Linked DNA regions of Gossypium hirsutum: all the other regions are linked to region 1. The links are chromatin contacts, called in public Hi-C maps. All regions are on one chromosome and are shown on one strand. The core of a region is the stretch at or near the end of the contact, and the rest is flanking DNA. Distances in the headings are between cores, read along the strand shown. Region 1 holds the start of LOC107917717 (COP1-interacting protein 7). Region 2 holds the start of LOC107917719 (trafficking protein particle complex II-specific subunit 130 homolog). Region 3 has its middle 5.2 kb from the start of LOC121214371.

The links. Hi-C and Micro-C count contacts between places; a contact is called where the count stands out from the background.
Region 2: a Hi-C map of leaf shows a contact between it and region 1, with 2.3 times the contacts expected there. The contact joins the promoter of LOC107917719 here to the promoter of LOC107917717 in region 1. A contact is called at or near these places in 2 of 34 Hi-C or Micro-C datasets (both in leaf).
Region 3: a contact with region 1 is called in a Hi-C map of leaf, with 4 times the contacts expected there. The contact joins the enhancer-like site here to the promoter of LOC107917717 in region 1. A contact is called at or near these places in 15 of 34 Hi-C or Micro-C datasets (anther, callus, leaf and 2 more).

The regions. Positions count from the first base shown.
Region 1 is chrD01:7,552,073-7,557,011 of Gossypium_hirsutum_v2.1, reverse strand. It overlaps LOC107917717 (COP1-interacting protein 7), which reads left to right and starts at 1,890. Exons shown (of 9, transcript XM_016847001.2): 1 at 1,890-2,467; 2 at 2,565-2,741; 3 at 2,857-2,984; 4 at 3,062-3,093; 5 at 3,193-3,245; 6 at 3,332-3,484; 7 at 3,567-3,805; 8 at 3,945-4,939. The coding sequence starts at 2,409.
Region 2 is chrD01:7,750,890-7,755,828 of Gossypium_hirsutum_v2.1, reverse strand. LOC107917719 (trafficking protein particle complex II-specific subunit 130 homolog) reads right to left here and starts at 2,100. Exons shown (of 21, transcript XM_016847003.2): 1 at 1,891-2,100; 2 at 998-1,227; 3 at 507-688; 4 at 1-163. The coding sequence starts at 1,954. It overlaps LOC121213795, which reads right to left and starts at 4,881. Exons shown (of 1, transcript XM_041086922.1): 1 at 4,208-4,881. The coding sequence starts at 4,714. The coding sequence ends at 4,331.
Region 3 is chrD01:7,706,960-7,711,898 of Gossypium_hirsutum_v2.1, reverse strand. No RefSeq gene overlaps it. Among protein-coding and RNA genes, the nearest start is that of LOC121214371, 5.2 kb to the right of the region's middle. Within about 2 kb of position 1,953, at least 1 of the 9 cell types and tissues checked has an H3K27ac peak or open chromatin away from gene starts, as enhancers often do. A contact at or near this core is called in leaf, where this site is marked.

The sequences.
Region 1 (4,939 bases), core at 641-3,140:
ATGAAAGATAAATTGTTGCTTCATGATAAGCTTCCCCATGAACCCACCAATTTTCTTTTATTTAATTTCCGTAGTTAACTTACATGTTATAATTACAATGAAAAATCAATAATAATAACAACAACTTGACATCAACTCAATTTTTTTATAATTTTAAAAATCATAAATTCTATGATTTAATCACATGCTAATGATTAATTTGGATCCTAAGAATTAAAATAACAAAAACCCAAAGTTTTAAATGTAATTATTAATTCATAACATTGATAATGATGCGATTACCAACTTGTTAGGTGCCATTTTAATATTAGTGTAAAGAATGGTCCACAAATAATGGAACTTCAATAAAATAATTGCCTCATCCTCTTTCAAAATTTTCACCATTACTAAATACAAGTTTGTCGATGATTGTGGCTTTATAGAATAAGATAAAAATAAATAAATTCTAACTTTAAAACTAAAAATAATATTTTAAAAGTGAACCTAATCGAAATATCTTTGTTCATCAATTTAAGTTAGGTATAAATGAAAGTTACATTTAGATGTGGAATGTTGGTTCGAAAAATGTAAGGTTTAGACAAAAAATAATGTCCGTTTTGAAAACAAATTAGGCTTTGGGTAAGGTTTTTTAGACCCGGGCTCGGCCCGAATTTGTAAAAAGAAAAAAAAATTTTGTTTACTCACTGTTTTACAGTCATTTCACTATTATGTTTCTACTATTTTATTGTTATTATCTAAATATTGTATAATTTTTATTTTATTGTTAATTTTGCTACTATTTTAGAGGCATTTGCTTGTTAAGTTACATTATGTTTTTATTTCAATTTGTTGGGAAATATTTATTTTAATGTTTTTAGTTTTTTGATGTATTATATTTTAAAAAAAATTAATACGAGTGGGCCGAATCCAAATTTTAGCATTTTTAGCCGAGTCAATTCCGGACCTAAAATTTTTCAAGGCTCGACCCGAACTCGACTCGGCTTATGGACAGGTCTACAGCGGCTGCATGGGTTTTATTCAAAATTTCAATTATATATATTTGTATTTCATTGATTTATTTTCAATCTAAATATGATTTAATAATCTTTAATTGTTACTTAACATTATTATATTCTTTTGGTTAAACACAATATTATAATTCTAATTCACTTCACTATCTAAATTTTAATTAATATTTTTTAAATATCTGATTATTTAGTTGTTAGCAGTGGGAAGCCAAGGCCTATCTAAAAATGGTAAATTTTCCAATTAGGATCTTTAAAATTTAAGAAATTTTAAATTAGTATAACAGTAAAATTGTACATTAACTCCAAAAATTTATATTTCATCTCTAACCCTCTAAATAATTCTCTGACTTTACCCTTAGTTGTTACTCAAACTGTAATACTCTATGTAAACACTTGCAATATGTTGGGCTCATCAAAATAGCCTATTATAGTCAAACTATAAATTTTTATTTACTGCAACTATATAATGTAATAAAAATTAATACATATGATTATAAGTTAAATTTTGTTAATAATCTCTTGCAGTATTGCCTAAGATGTTATCTAAATTGTCTCGTATGAAATGGTGATTAAAATTATTATCAAACACTTATTAAATACAGATTCAAACTGTGTTATTCTATTCCCACCGTAATGACTGTACCCATAATTTAAAAGAAAAAACAGAAAGAGGAGAGGTAACTTTGATAATGTATTGGGTTGGAATATTTGGTTGGCTGCCATTTTAATTCATTTATTCTTTGCCTATTCTCTCACTCTTTCTGTCTACTCACTAAAGTGAAACTCAAAACAATTTAACATTAAATTGAATAAATTAAAGTTTCCAATGCAGATTTAGAATGGAAATGTTATAGAGAATAAGAAAGACCTCTCAACTAACCAAGTTTTAGAAAATAGAAGGTGAAATAATAATTAAAATAATTTTGCCATGAAGAAGAGAAATTGATGGATACAACTGTCGGTAACTGGGACCAATCTTGAATTAAAAAAAAAAATTTTATTGTCTCCTACTTCTCTCCTTGTGATCCTCAGTACTTTCCCATGTGCTAAAGCTTCAGTTTCAGAACTGGCATTTCTTTTTCTTTTTTTTCCATAATGTGTATAATTCTTCCAAGCTAAACAAAAATAGTACAAAAGACCCTGCACGAAGAAACAGCACAAGATCCAATGAAAACTTCCCTTCCCTACATTATCTGAACCCCCCCCCCCCCCAATTGAGTTTATAAAACTTTTCCCATGTTTTCATTTTTTTCAGTCTGTCAGCAGAACATGTTCCTGTAACAACATAGCAAGGAACTGAAACTTCCAACAATGGATGAACTCAACGTGCGAAGAATTAGTGTTTGCTTCTCTGTCTTGTCTCTCAGGAACTTCTGGTTGTATATTTGTAAGGCTTAAAAAATGGACTTCAGGACACGTCTAGATTATGCTTTGTTCCAACTTACACCTACTAGAACCAGGTAAAGATTTTGCATGCCTTGTAAAAATGTCGTCTTTTTCTTCTCTTTTGATTATTTGGGCATTCATCTGAGAATGGCTTTGGGGTTTGAATGGAAGATGTGATCTGGTGATTTTTGCTGGAAAAGAGAATGAGAAATTGGCATCAGGGTTGCTAGAACCCTTCATTTCACACCTCAAAGCTGCTAAAGATCAAATTTCTAAAGGAGGCTACTCTGTAACTCTTCGCCCTCTAGCCTCATCTCCTCCCTGGTTCACCAAAGGCACTCTCCTAAGGTAAAAGCTCTTTCCAGGACATTGGATTACTTTCCTCTAGGAAGAAACAAGATCTTGTTTTTTAAGTCTTTTGTGTCATTACACCTTGTTAATGATTTCTAATGCATTTTAACAGGTTTGTGAGGTTTGTTAGTACACCAGAAGTTCTTGAGAGATTTGTGACAGTGGAGAGGGAAATCGAACAGATCGAGAATTCAATTCAATCGTACGAAGCAAACGCTGCCGGGACGACAGTTGCAGATGGTATGTTTGGTCCCCAAATTTTATGTTCAAAGAGTGTTTAATTCCTGTTTGTCTGAGAATTGTATGTTTTGTTTCAGGGAATTTCCAAAAGCCATATACTTCATCTAAGGTATGCTTTTCAGCATTCTCTACCATATATTGTTTTTGTTTTGATTCATTTGATAGCTTACATCTTAATCCCAGAATTTTATTATGATGGTGCATGTAGTCTAAAGGTGAATTCGATGGAACCGAAGATGATGTTCCAGAAGAAACTTCCAAGTAAATTACTTGTTCCTGCAGTTAATCACATTAGCTTGATTTCTTTTCAAAATGCATTCGTTGCTCATCGCGAGGTCGATATGCAGGGTTCGTCTTCAACGTGTTCTGGAGACAAGGAAGAAAGTACTTTGTAAAGAGCAAGCAATGGCTTATGCACGTGCTTTGGTTGCCGGTTACGAACCTGATAATATCGATGATCTCATCTCTTTTTCTGACACTTTCGGTGCTTCTCGTTTAAGGTATAAATCGCCATTGTCATGACCTAAATTATTTTCATCGGGATATGGTTGCCGATTGCTTGCTTTTTCTTTGTTCTGTCAGGGAAGCTTGCATAAATTTCATGGACTTATGCAAGAGAAAGAATGAAGATAGGCTTTGGATGGCTGAATTAGCAGCAATGCAAGCATGTCCTAGACCAGACTTGTCTTACCTTGGAACATCTGGGATCGTACTTGCAGGGGAAGAAAATGATTCAAGTCAAAATCTTACCATAAATGTCTCCGCCATGAAGCAAACCGGTTCTGCCGCCTCAGATGCTGGAAGTGGAGATATTAACCCTGGTAAGGATGGATACCATATTTTTCTTCTGCTTCAAATGATGATCTTATAACAATGATCTATGATTCCCTATAACTGCTTCAATTTGTTAAATTCTGAACAATAACTTGATGTTTCGAAATCTGTTAACATGTTCCACAGATGGTAGCTTGGCATCCATGGATGGGAAATCTCAAGTACAAATGCCATGGCCACCCCATTTTCCTCCGTACATGCAAAGTTTTCCAGGTTCTGGATTTCAACAAATGCCTCCATATCAAGGGTACATTTTCCCTGGTATGCACGGTGCTCCCCCATATTATCCAGGAAATATGCATTGGCCTCCGAATGTAGAGGATTCAAGCCTTGCTTTTGGTTGGGAACCGGATGATCGTAGAAGTCATAAATCATCTTCTAGGAGAAAGAAAAAATCTTCACAAAGTAAGGGAGATGAATCCACTGAGTCTAATGATTCTAGCTCTGAGAGTGAACCAGAAGAGGAAGTACATAAGAAAAAGCACGAAAAGAAGTCATCACCATCAAGAAAGGTTGTCATCCGTAATATTAATTACATTTCTTCGAAGAGGAATGGGGATAAGGGCAGTGATTCCGAAGATAATTCTGATGAGGATGAGTTCATTGATGGAGATTCTCTCAAACAGCAAGTAGAGGAGGCTGTTGGATCACTAGGGAAACGGCACAAGTCTACCTCACACCATCATAAGAAACACAATGGAAGCAAGCATCGAAACAGTGTGTCCTACGATGAAGATGAACTGGTAACTAAAAATCCGGAGGGAGAAAAACGAAGCAATCCCTGGGATACTTTCCAAAACCTTCTCTTGCAAGACAAGGATTTGGATTCTTCTGAAGTAGATAAACAGCCTGCAAGATTGCAAGACAAATATTTTGCAAGCACGGGGACCGAGGGAGTAACAAAGCCAAAGACAATCTCAAGTGATCCCTTTTTGGACTCACAGATCGGTAAGGATCATGAAGGTGAAACTCGAGGCAGAAACTTCGGGACTAATGAATTTAGTGGCTCAGTTGTTAAGAGAAGAGATGGCACAAATGAGGAGTTGCTTATGTTGCAAGGCACTCATTCTGGGATCAGTTCCCGAGCTAAAATATCCGATTATGCTGCAGAATCCACTATG
Region 2 (4,939 bases), core at 851-3,350, 200 kb before region 1:
GAAGTTCCAAATTGGCATGAAACGCTGTTCGCTAAGCTTGCGTATCTCATCCTCATAGAATTGTATACGCCTATCCAATGTATTTCTGACAGACTCCATAATCCTGGCCTCTAAGTCTTCCCAAAAATTTGCTTCAGGGGCATATATGTCAAATTTGCAGCACCTAAGTGAACCATAGTTTTCAAGTATCAGAAAATGACAAAGGAAAAATTAAATACCAGCTTCCTGAGAGCACTACTTTTTCAAACTTTCACCACAATTTTCTTTTCCAAAGGTTTGCAACATGGGTGAACTAAGTGCAAAAAAATGCTTAACATAATGGAAACAAATCTTTAGGAATGGCAGAATATAAAGAGAGCGGAAAATCATATCAAATTTTTTATATGTTGCCTAGCCATACTTTAGATTAAAACTAACACTTAAGTCTAAAGTAATAATCAGCAGCATAAACACTATCCATGCCATCAATCAGAATGTATACAAACTGCAGAGAGCTGAAAGCTTACCTTTCCCTCTTCTTGGAGCTGAAATCAACTTCAAGTTTGGCATATACTTTCTTTGCCATTTTAGTGGCCTGATCATTATTGGGATGGGCTCTAGACACAAATACAATAAACCATTCACGCTCATCATTTTGGACAATTAATTTCAGGCGTGGCTTAAGAATGGTCTTGAACTCATCAAGATCCTATGGAAGAAGAATGCAAATAAAAGAATAAGAAAATATAGAAGATGGAAAATAAACATGGACAAGCATATTAAGGCAAAGACTAATAAAAGAAAGAAGAAAAGAACTAGAAGCATCAGAGAAAAGTCTAAGTATATCATCATGGAAAGACAAGGTTTGCCCAGACCGACACCGTTATTTTACAGGCTCAGTTGAAGAATTATGATCTGAGTTATACAGAAAGCTAAGGATTTATCTTTTTCTCAAGTGTGATCATGGATCTAAAATTTAGTTCACTCCAATAAAGATCATAAAATGGATTGAATGTACCTCACATGTAACAAGAACCAAAGTTGCATATGGCTCTCGGAACCAAAATAAATATTGCTCCTGAGGAAATCTGCTACGTAGTCTTGCATCAGTTGTTAATATGTATTCAGCTGGCAAATTCTCTACAAACACAGGATTCCGGGTCTTGTTATTTAAGCAAGACCTTTTGAATGGAAGCCGCTCTTCAAAACTATTCTTGACAGTAGGCCACAAGTCACTGACATCTTCAACTGTAAAGTTGACGATGAAATAGTTAGTTAGAAATCTGAAGCTGGGAGAAGATCGGAACAATGTGAGCTAGTCCCGACCCATGGTTCACAAATTACTATTAAATACAAACAACTAGAAAAGAAACAAACATTGGAGTTGATAGATTAAATATCCATAGGTCATATATTTACATTTTGCATTCCATACATCTAACTGATCCAGAAGGCAAAAAGATCAAGTATAAAACTTAAAGCGACGACATTTACTAGACAGTCACCGGCATTGATACAAGCAATCGAAGATTTAGTATTAACTTCTCCCTACTTCTAAGTTGTAATAAATCCCCAGAAAAAAATAATCAAGTACTCGCTTCATAGAATCAACTAAGAAGCTGAAAGCAACAACATTTACCTCATGATCACCAAAAATTATCCATTTTAACTTAACTCTTCACATTTAGACAATCCTTTACTTCAAAAAAATCAACTCAAAGTCTTAAATCATGAAAAAATAACATCAACCTTTAGAATTTCCACATCAGAAATCTAACAGTAAAGTAAACACATCCCTGATCCCGCACACCCAACACCATAAAAATCCCCAAAAGAGATTTAAAAGTGATCCTAAGCCCAAAGTTCAATTGGAAGAGTTCAATTCAAATGAGAAGCAAAAAAAGTAATTACCAGCAATGATAAGATGGTTACAAGTGCTCTTGATTGTTTGAAACTGAGCTAGATAGTTCGCCATTCTCTTCTTTCCCGATCTATAAGAAACTTACAAAATCCATTAGATCAAATGCAGAAAAGTGAAGGAAAAAAATGGTTAATTTATCTTAGTGAGAGATTTGGAGTGTTAGTTTCGCTTATGCTCCAACCCAAGGATCTAGTTTCTCCTCCGCTTCGTCCTCGTTAAGCGATATGTTTTCTCAAAGTGTCAGCTGGGCCTCATTAATGGGTCGTCCATGTTTCAAAGAGTTTTCTTAGGCCCAACTAAATAAGGCCTGAAAGAAAAGATCGATTTTAGCCCAAATTACTTCTCCATTGCCTGCTAATGCTGTGTTTTACTCTCCTGAAAGAAACATTCCAGGCTAAAGTATTTGGCTGAATGGATGTGGAATACAGGTATGTATTTGATACGAATTTTTACAATAAAGAGTTGGGGTAACATAGTTTCGAAATCCCAGGCCAGCAAACACACACATGAAGGCTATCCAGGATGTTACATTGATAATTGAGTTTGCATATTATTGTATTAAGTGATACTAATATACTAATCAGCCTTATGGACCATCTTCCTTTTGCGTTTTAGGCTTCTCTGGAGTACTTTGTCTGCCCTCCAGCATTGCTAGCTATGGGTTCCACAAACAAAGCCTTACACAGTTTGACTTGGTCTTTCCTTTATTCAACTGCTTCAATAGTTAATCTGACTTGGTCTCTCTCAGTCTCTCCTATTCTACAGCTTCAACAGGTTTAATTACTAATCTGATGTAAGATTCTTTTTAGTGTATTCGGTTGTTCTTTATTTTAAATAATTCTCCTCTAACATGAGATATTTTTGGACCTCCGTACTGTCCTTAGATCAAGGTAGGATTTTGTCTTCTAATTTTGTAGAGAGTGGTACCATCTCTCCCTAACTTATATATTATAAGTTAGATATTCAAACCCTACCAATAGTTAATAACCACCATTTTCTTGATAATTAACCGTGTACTACATATGGCCTGATTCAATGAGGATTCTCGCTTTGCAAACTCCATAACTCCATCTGGAACTTTGGCTTTCCATAGATCAAGAGGCAAAACCTTTGACTTTCCATATATCAAGAGACAAAATTTTGATTCAACTTGAGACAATACTGATCCATTGAAGGATTTGTCTTATTTTTGATAAATGTTATTTTAAAAACCTCTCCAAAAGGAGTTAAACTCTCCTCCACAGAATGTGTCTTTTCAACTAGACCAAACGGTACATGCCTCCCCTCAAGTATCCTATATCTTATAGGTTGGGAGTTTAAATCCTACCATAGGCAAATGACCGTCATTTCCTTCGGTAGTTGATTTAGTGTCATGCACGATTTAATCTAGTAAGGCGTTCCTTCTTTGTGAATTCATGTTCTCTTCAGTCACTTAGATTTTCCATAGAGTTGGAAGAAAAATTCTGAACTCAACTCGGGGATAATATTAACCTATTAATGGTTCCATTGGCTTTGATCAAATGGCACTTCGAAGTCTTCTCCATAAAAATTCGGTCTCCCTCCAAAGGTGTATTTCTTGCGAAGGGGCATTTGGAGAACCATGTGGATATATCGGCCATTGAAGCATTAAGTTGTTTTTTCTTCTGCAGGTTCAGACTGGTGTTGCATTGTCTTTCTGAGCAGCAGTTTTTTGTTTACTTAGAATGGACTCTCCATTGTTTTGAATCGCCCTTAATGCTGTTTTTACGCTGACATTAACTATATGTCATGTCTAATGTAAACTTCGCCTTGCTAATATACAACAGTCTCATTCAATTCATTGGGTATATGGTTATATATCTTCTGACCATGTTGCTTGAATGCAAGGCAAAGCGCATTCTACTCTCTTGGCTTTGCTTCAAATAGATTATACTTACCATATTTTGATTTCAACATGAGAAAATCTTCAAAAACGCAAAGAAACCCATGATTGTGCTTATTATCTATCAGTTCTTTATGACCGAAAGAAACAAAAAAGTGAAAGAAGATGCTTGCACAGTTTTAAAATAATCAAGCTTTTGAGAGGTTCCCCTCTTTTCTATTACTTTAATTTGCCAATATTTCCTCAAATATTTTTCAGTAATTTCAATGGTATTTGCTTATATTTTCAGTTTCAGATTTTGCAGATGTTGTGATTTTAGCTGCCATTATTTGGTTTAAACCTCATTCTGGGAATTAAAACAATACCATGGCAATGGATTTTAAGGTTTCCAGAAACTTATCTGAAAGACCCCCCAAAAAAAGGGCTGAAAATTCCAGTCTATGATATACAAAATCAATCAAAGTTTAACCAACCAATCAAATTCATTTACATATACACTCTCTATAAACTATAAATCCCCTAATGTCAAAACTGGTAAAACAAAATGAAAAGAAACAAGAGCTGAAACCTTAAGCCATAGACATGTTAGAAAGCCTGCTTGGTGTTGGCTTAAAGTTCCACCACCTAAGTGTCATCTTACGATTTGGTGAAGGAGTCAATGCCCTCCTCAATATCTCTTTATTAGCACTATATCTCTTCAAGTTCTGCTTTGGCACCATGTAACCATGCCTGCTACAAGGTGCTGAACCCGGACGGCTCGAACACGTACACCTCGGACGACGTCCCGATGATGATGATGATGCCATGTAACTTTTCCTACGACCCCGGTTCTCCTCCGCCGCCGGTGACGCCGGAATGTCTAAACCTTGTGTAGTTTGTTTCTCAAAGATGGTCAACTGCATATATGTGGAGTAGGTGAAGAAGCTGAAATTGGTCATTAATGCCTTGTTCATTTTGATTTGTTAAGCTTATATAGATTCCATTATATATATATTGATTTTGTATTTCTTTGAAAGCTGTTTCTTTGATTGTAAGAAGGGAGGCTTTGACCAAAATTTTTGAGATTATGGTGGACATGAGATGACTGTAATATTTTGACTACAAAAATATTAATTTTTTTTTTCACTCGGTTTCATTATTTGCTTTAATTAGAAGGAATTTTACATGTGATTTTTAAG
Region 3 (4,939 bases), core at 704-3,203, 150 kb before region 1:
GGCTAGTAGGAGGCTCGACCCCCTAAAATAAGAAATTTTCCTTTTAATCTTTTAAGATTTTTAAAATTTTAATTTAATAATAGTAAAATTGTACTTAAGCTCTCAAAAATGATAAAGAATCGATTTAGTCCTTTAAAAATTATAAATATTTAATTTATTAAAATAGTAGAATTATATTTTTACTATTATAAAAAAATATACAATTTAATTCTAATCTCTTAAAAAATTTTCAAGTTCACCCTAATTAGGAACCCACTTTAAACCCTAATTTGCCCATAAATATCTTCCTTCCAAGATTAAGAGGATGATCAGAACAATAAAGAGAACATGACACATACAATAAAACCATCACTCTGCTAATATGCTTAAGGGTGTGTTTCACTAGATGGAAAAGTGAAAAAAAATTGATTGCGCTTAGTTGAAAATAAAAGTGAGAGGAAAATAAAAGTGAGATCATTTTTCATTATAAAAAATCAATCCTTTCAAATAGAAATGGTGAGATGAGAGAAAATAAGAGAAATGCCTATGTTAATTTAAAATTATGTACTTTTCAAATATATATATATTTAACCATTACCAAATAATGAATTAAAAGAAAATTACATTTCTTTCCTACCAAGACACCTATAATATATATTATATATAATCAGATTCAACCTTTTAAAACTCCGTTCTATTTCTGATTTTTTTGATGTGCATTCGTAAAAAAAACTTACAAGGGGATCCTATGGCTTTTATAGCCGAATCCTATTATTAAACTATCCTCTATCTGCCTATTTACTGTCATTTCTGTTAGCATGCTCTATGGTTGTATTCAATTTCTTTGCAGGTGTCAGAGGCGTGGTGATGGTGTGTGAGGAGATAAAGCGGCGCGCATGGACAGAGGCGGCGGTCAACGGCGCCCTAGGGTTTCTCCTTTGTTGCTGCAACAAATTGTTTGTGGGCTAGGGTTGTATTGGGCCTAAGGTATTTTATTTGGGCTGGCAAAATTGGGTTTATTTTTTTATGTAAAATGGACTATGGGTATTTTATTTGTTATTGGGCCCGGGCGAAATCTGGGCTTTACACCTATATTAATTAAAAATTATGTACTTTTCAAATATATATATATCAACATTACCAAATAATGAATTAAAAGAAAATTATATTTTTTTTCCTACCCAGACACCTATAATATATATATATAATATGTTCCAAAATATAGATTTGAAATGCAAATATATTTGGGGTCGAAGATTTTATAAGCAAAATTAGATTTAGATACTAAAGTCTTTTTCTTTCTTGAATTAAATCTATTCAGATTTAGGGGTTTTAGTTTAATTTTACCATCCATTCTTAAATTATGATTCATATTTTAAGTTAGTTTATAAATTTTAAAATATTTTAATTAAATCTTTAAAATATCAATATTGTATTAATTAGATTCTTTTATTATTCTAGCATCAGTTTGTGTGCTAAATGTCAATTTGAATTAAACACAAAACATGTTTAAAACTCGTGAATTAAATTTTAAACACACATATCTAGTGCATGGACAATTTAGATTTGATGCGTTAAAGTAAAAATAGTGTCATCAGAATTTTGAAGTGTTACTTCTTTTTCTTAACACATTAGATTTAAGTTGTTCATGCGATAAGTACAAACATGTTTCGATTTTGATTCATATGTTTCAAACATGTTCCGCATGAGATCTAAGCTAACATTTAACACCCAATTTGATAGTTAAGTTGAAGAAGAACGTAATTGATACAATGCTGATATTTTCAGGATTTAGTTAGAATGTTTTGAAGTTTGATGACTAATTTAGAGTTTAGGTCATAGTTGGGAGATGCAGGATAAATTTTCTTTTTTTGTTTCTTTAACATCATTTTACATTTTAGTATATAATATGGGCCAATTTTGAGAAAATTGTGTAAGTGGCCCTTATATATTGGATAGGCTGGATAATCTGGGCTCAGATTAGTGTTGTTGTTAACCCAGCCCAAATACTCACCAGATTAGCATTGCATTACCCTTCAATTATCTGTCGACCTTAGATTAGAACTATCCATATTTGATTTCGAGACAATCGGTTGGATCTAAATTCAAAGTAAATATATTTAAATTTAGTTATAAAAATATATAAATTTCAAAATAAAAAGTTTAATATTATTATAATATACAAATAATAAACTTGAGTTGTCGGGCCACAAACTAAACCGACCCAATTCGTACGTAAGTCTAGCCAGAATCTATAATGATTGAAATTAAAAAAATATTATAAAAGCTTTAAGGTTAAATCACTTTTAAGAGCTTGAATTTAACAATTACTTTTCATTGGGTTTGAATTTTTTTTGTCTAAATTAATTCCTAAATTTGATTTAACCCAAAATAATGATTTAACTTGAGGTTAAAAAGCTTAATTTTATGTGTAGATGCTTTCTTTTTCTAAGTGGATTTCTTAAATATCTACTTTTGCTCAAATTTGTCCATTTCTGGAAAGTAATTAATTAAAGATCTTCCTATTTTATTTATTGGATTAATTATTAATTAACTAAAATTCTTACTTATGCTATACATTGGTGAATTGTTTATATTTATTAAAATGTGTTGTATTAAATGAATTTTGTTATGAATATCTTATTAAGTGAATGTCCATCATGATCAAGATAAAGTTTTAATGTACAAACGAGAAAGAATAAATAATTTATTTGAAATTAGGATTGAGTGATATTTTTTTTGTGGGAATGAGTCTAGTTAATATGATAGGGGAGCCTAGCCAATATCCAACTCACGGCGATCCCTATTTATTTTTTGTCTCATTGCTTGGATTTTTTAAAATTTATATCTTGTTTTATTTTACTTTTATTGTGTTTTTGGGTCCATGATTTTTTTCTCTTGCTTATATGGTTGATTTCATAATATGAAACGAATTTTGAAGTTTATAATTCTTATCTTACTTTGTTTTTGTTTTTTAATTTTAAATCTAATTTTATAAATCTCTACTATTATTGGGATTGCATTCAATGGATTGCACATTTTTTCATATTACATTCTTTGATTTTAGAATATCTATTAATTTTAGGGACTTATTTCAACCGATTGTAGCACCAAGAATTTTTATACTTGAACAATCAATTTTGAATAAAATATGCATTACTTAGTAAAAAATATTGAATTTTTTATTCAAAATTAATTTTTGATAGCACCAATATTTTTTTAATTGGATAATGATGTTAAGGATAAGACACTATATTATTTAATAACACTTATATTTTAAATCATAGAAAAAGAGTATTGCGTTTTTAACAAACAAATCTTGTGATGTTGTTTAACACAAGCATGACCTTTTTGGAGTAAAAACATTATTGTAATTTGAGCAATATAAATTACGAATTAAAAATGAATATGTTAAATAGAAGTCAATGGTGATAAGAAAGTTCAAAAAAGGTATAATAAATTGTTTAAAATTTGAAATTTTATAATAAATAGTTAACATTTAGTTTCAATGCATCATCCCATTTATTACAAGAATCTAGATATTATAATAAGAGTAAAGAGTGTAAAAATATGGATACAATAAATTTATTAATGCATTCTGAATTCAACTTTTAGAGAGTTTAATTTAAAGAACAATTTTTATTACAACTCTTGATTTAAGCTTAATCTGTCCTACATCAATGAATAAGCGCAGTTTTAAAGTCGTCGTCTCTAAATTGTTATAATTACTCACCTTAAAAACTTCACCTTACAATCAATATCTCTTTCCAAAGGACTAAGAAAAGAGAGCCAAAATACTCAACAAAATAACACTCCAAAGCACACCCTGTTGTGCATATGACAATTTATAAACAGGCTTTAAATAACTTCATCCACGTTAAAAAATACGGGATAGGCTAACCTTTAACAAGTTCAGTCTCACTTGAATTAGATAATAAGTTTTTTACTTGAAGTAAATCTAAACTAATGAACTCCTTATCTTTTAAGATAGTAAGATAGAGTCCAAGTCAATTATGAACTCTTCTAATTCCTTCAAAATTGTTGTCACATTTATATCTAGTTCCCTTGAACATAAAAACACATCTCGCATCTGCTGCTTAATAAAATAAATAACCAATATTATTTTTATACAAGTTATAATAGCTAACTCAATAAATAGCTTTGATTGTCCCCAATTGTTGTTCCAATCAATGTTATAACAAAAAATAAAACAATAGAGTATAACGGTTAAAGTTTCTAACAATCTCTCCATTTGGCATGTTGATAAAACCTTGCAAAAAATGATAACACACAAGACACGTACAAGGTAAATAAAGTCAATAAATAAGTGAACTAGATTATAACTCCCCTTAAGAAATGCATCAGCAACTATCATGTTTAAAAACTCCTCTTATCAGCATGAGTCATTAAATCATCTATCAAGCATAAGAAGGGAGTATGCAACATATCATATCGAAAAGAATAAAATGCAATTAAGAGGTAAATAACTTGGTCCAAACAAAGCATATTTGCTTCCGGTCTTCTCCCTTTTTTTTAGCAAAAATGCCAAAGAGGATCTCCTTCATTAAACTGACTTCAAAAACAAAAAAACTCCTTTTGGAAATAATCCTTATTCCTCGTAGGATAAATTTTTCCTCTTTCGTTTTGTTCAAGTGACAATTTCAATATAACATTAAGAATATGAAGCATCTCACTTAGGCTAAGGTCTTTCTAGATGTAGGTTTGAAAAAAACTTTTGTAACACCCCAATTTTCTTAAGTTTGGATTGTTAAATTATGTCAAATAATTTAATTTAGTTTAGTGGTTGAGTGTTGTGATTGTGTGCGTAATGTTTTGGGTTCGAGCCCTGTTTTATGAATTTTTTTAATTTTGACTCAATCCATTTCCCTGATCATTTGACTTAAATCTTAATTCCGCACAAGTTATAATAGAATGAGTTTGTTTGTTCAGTGGTAAGACT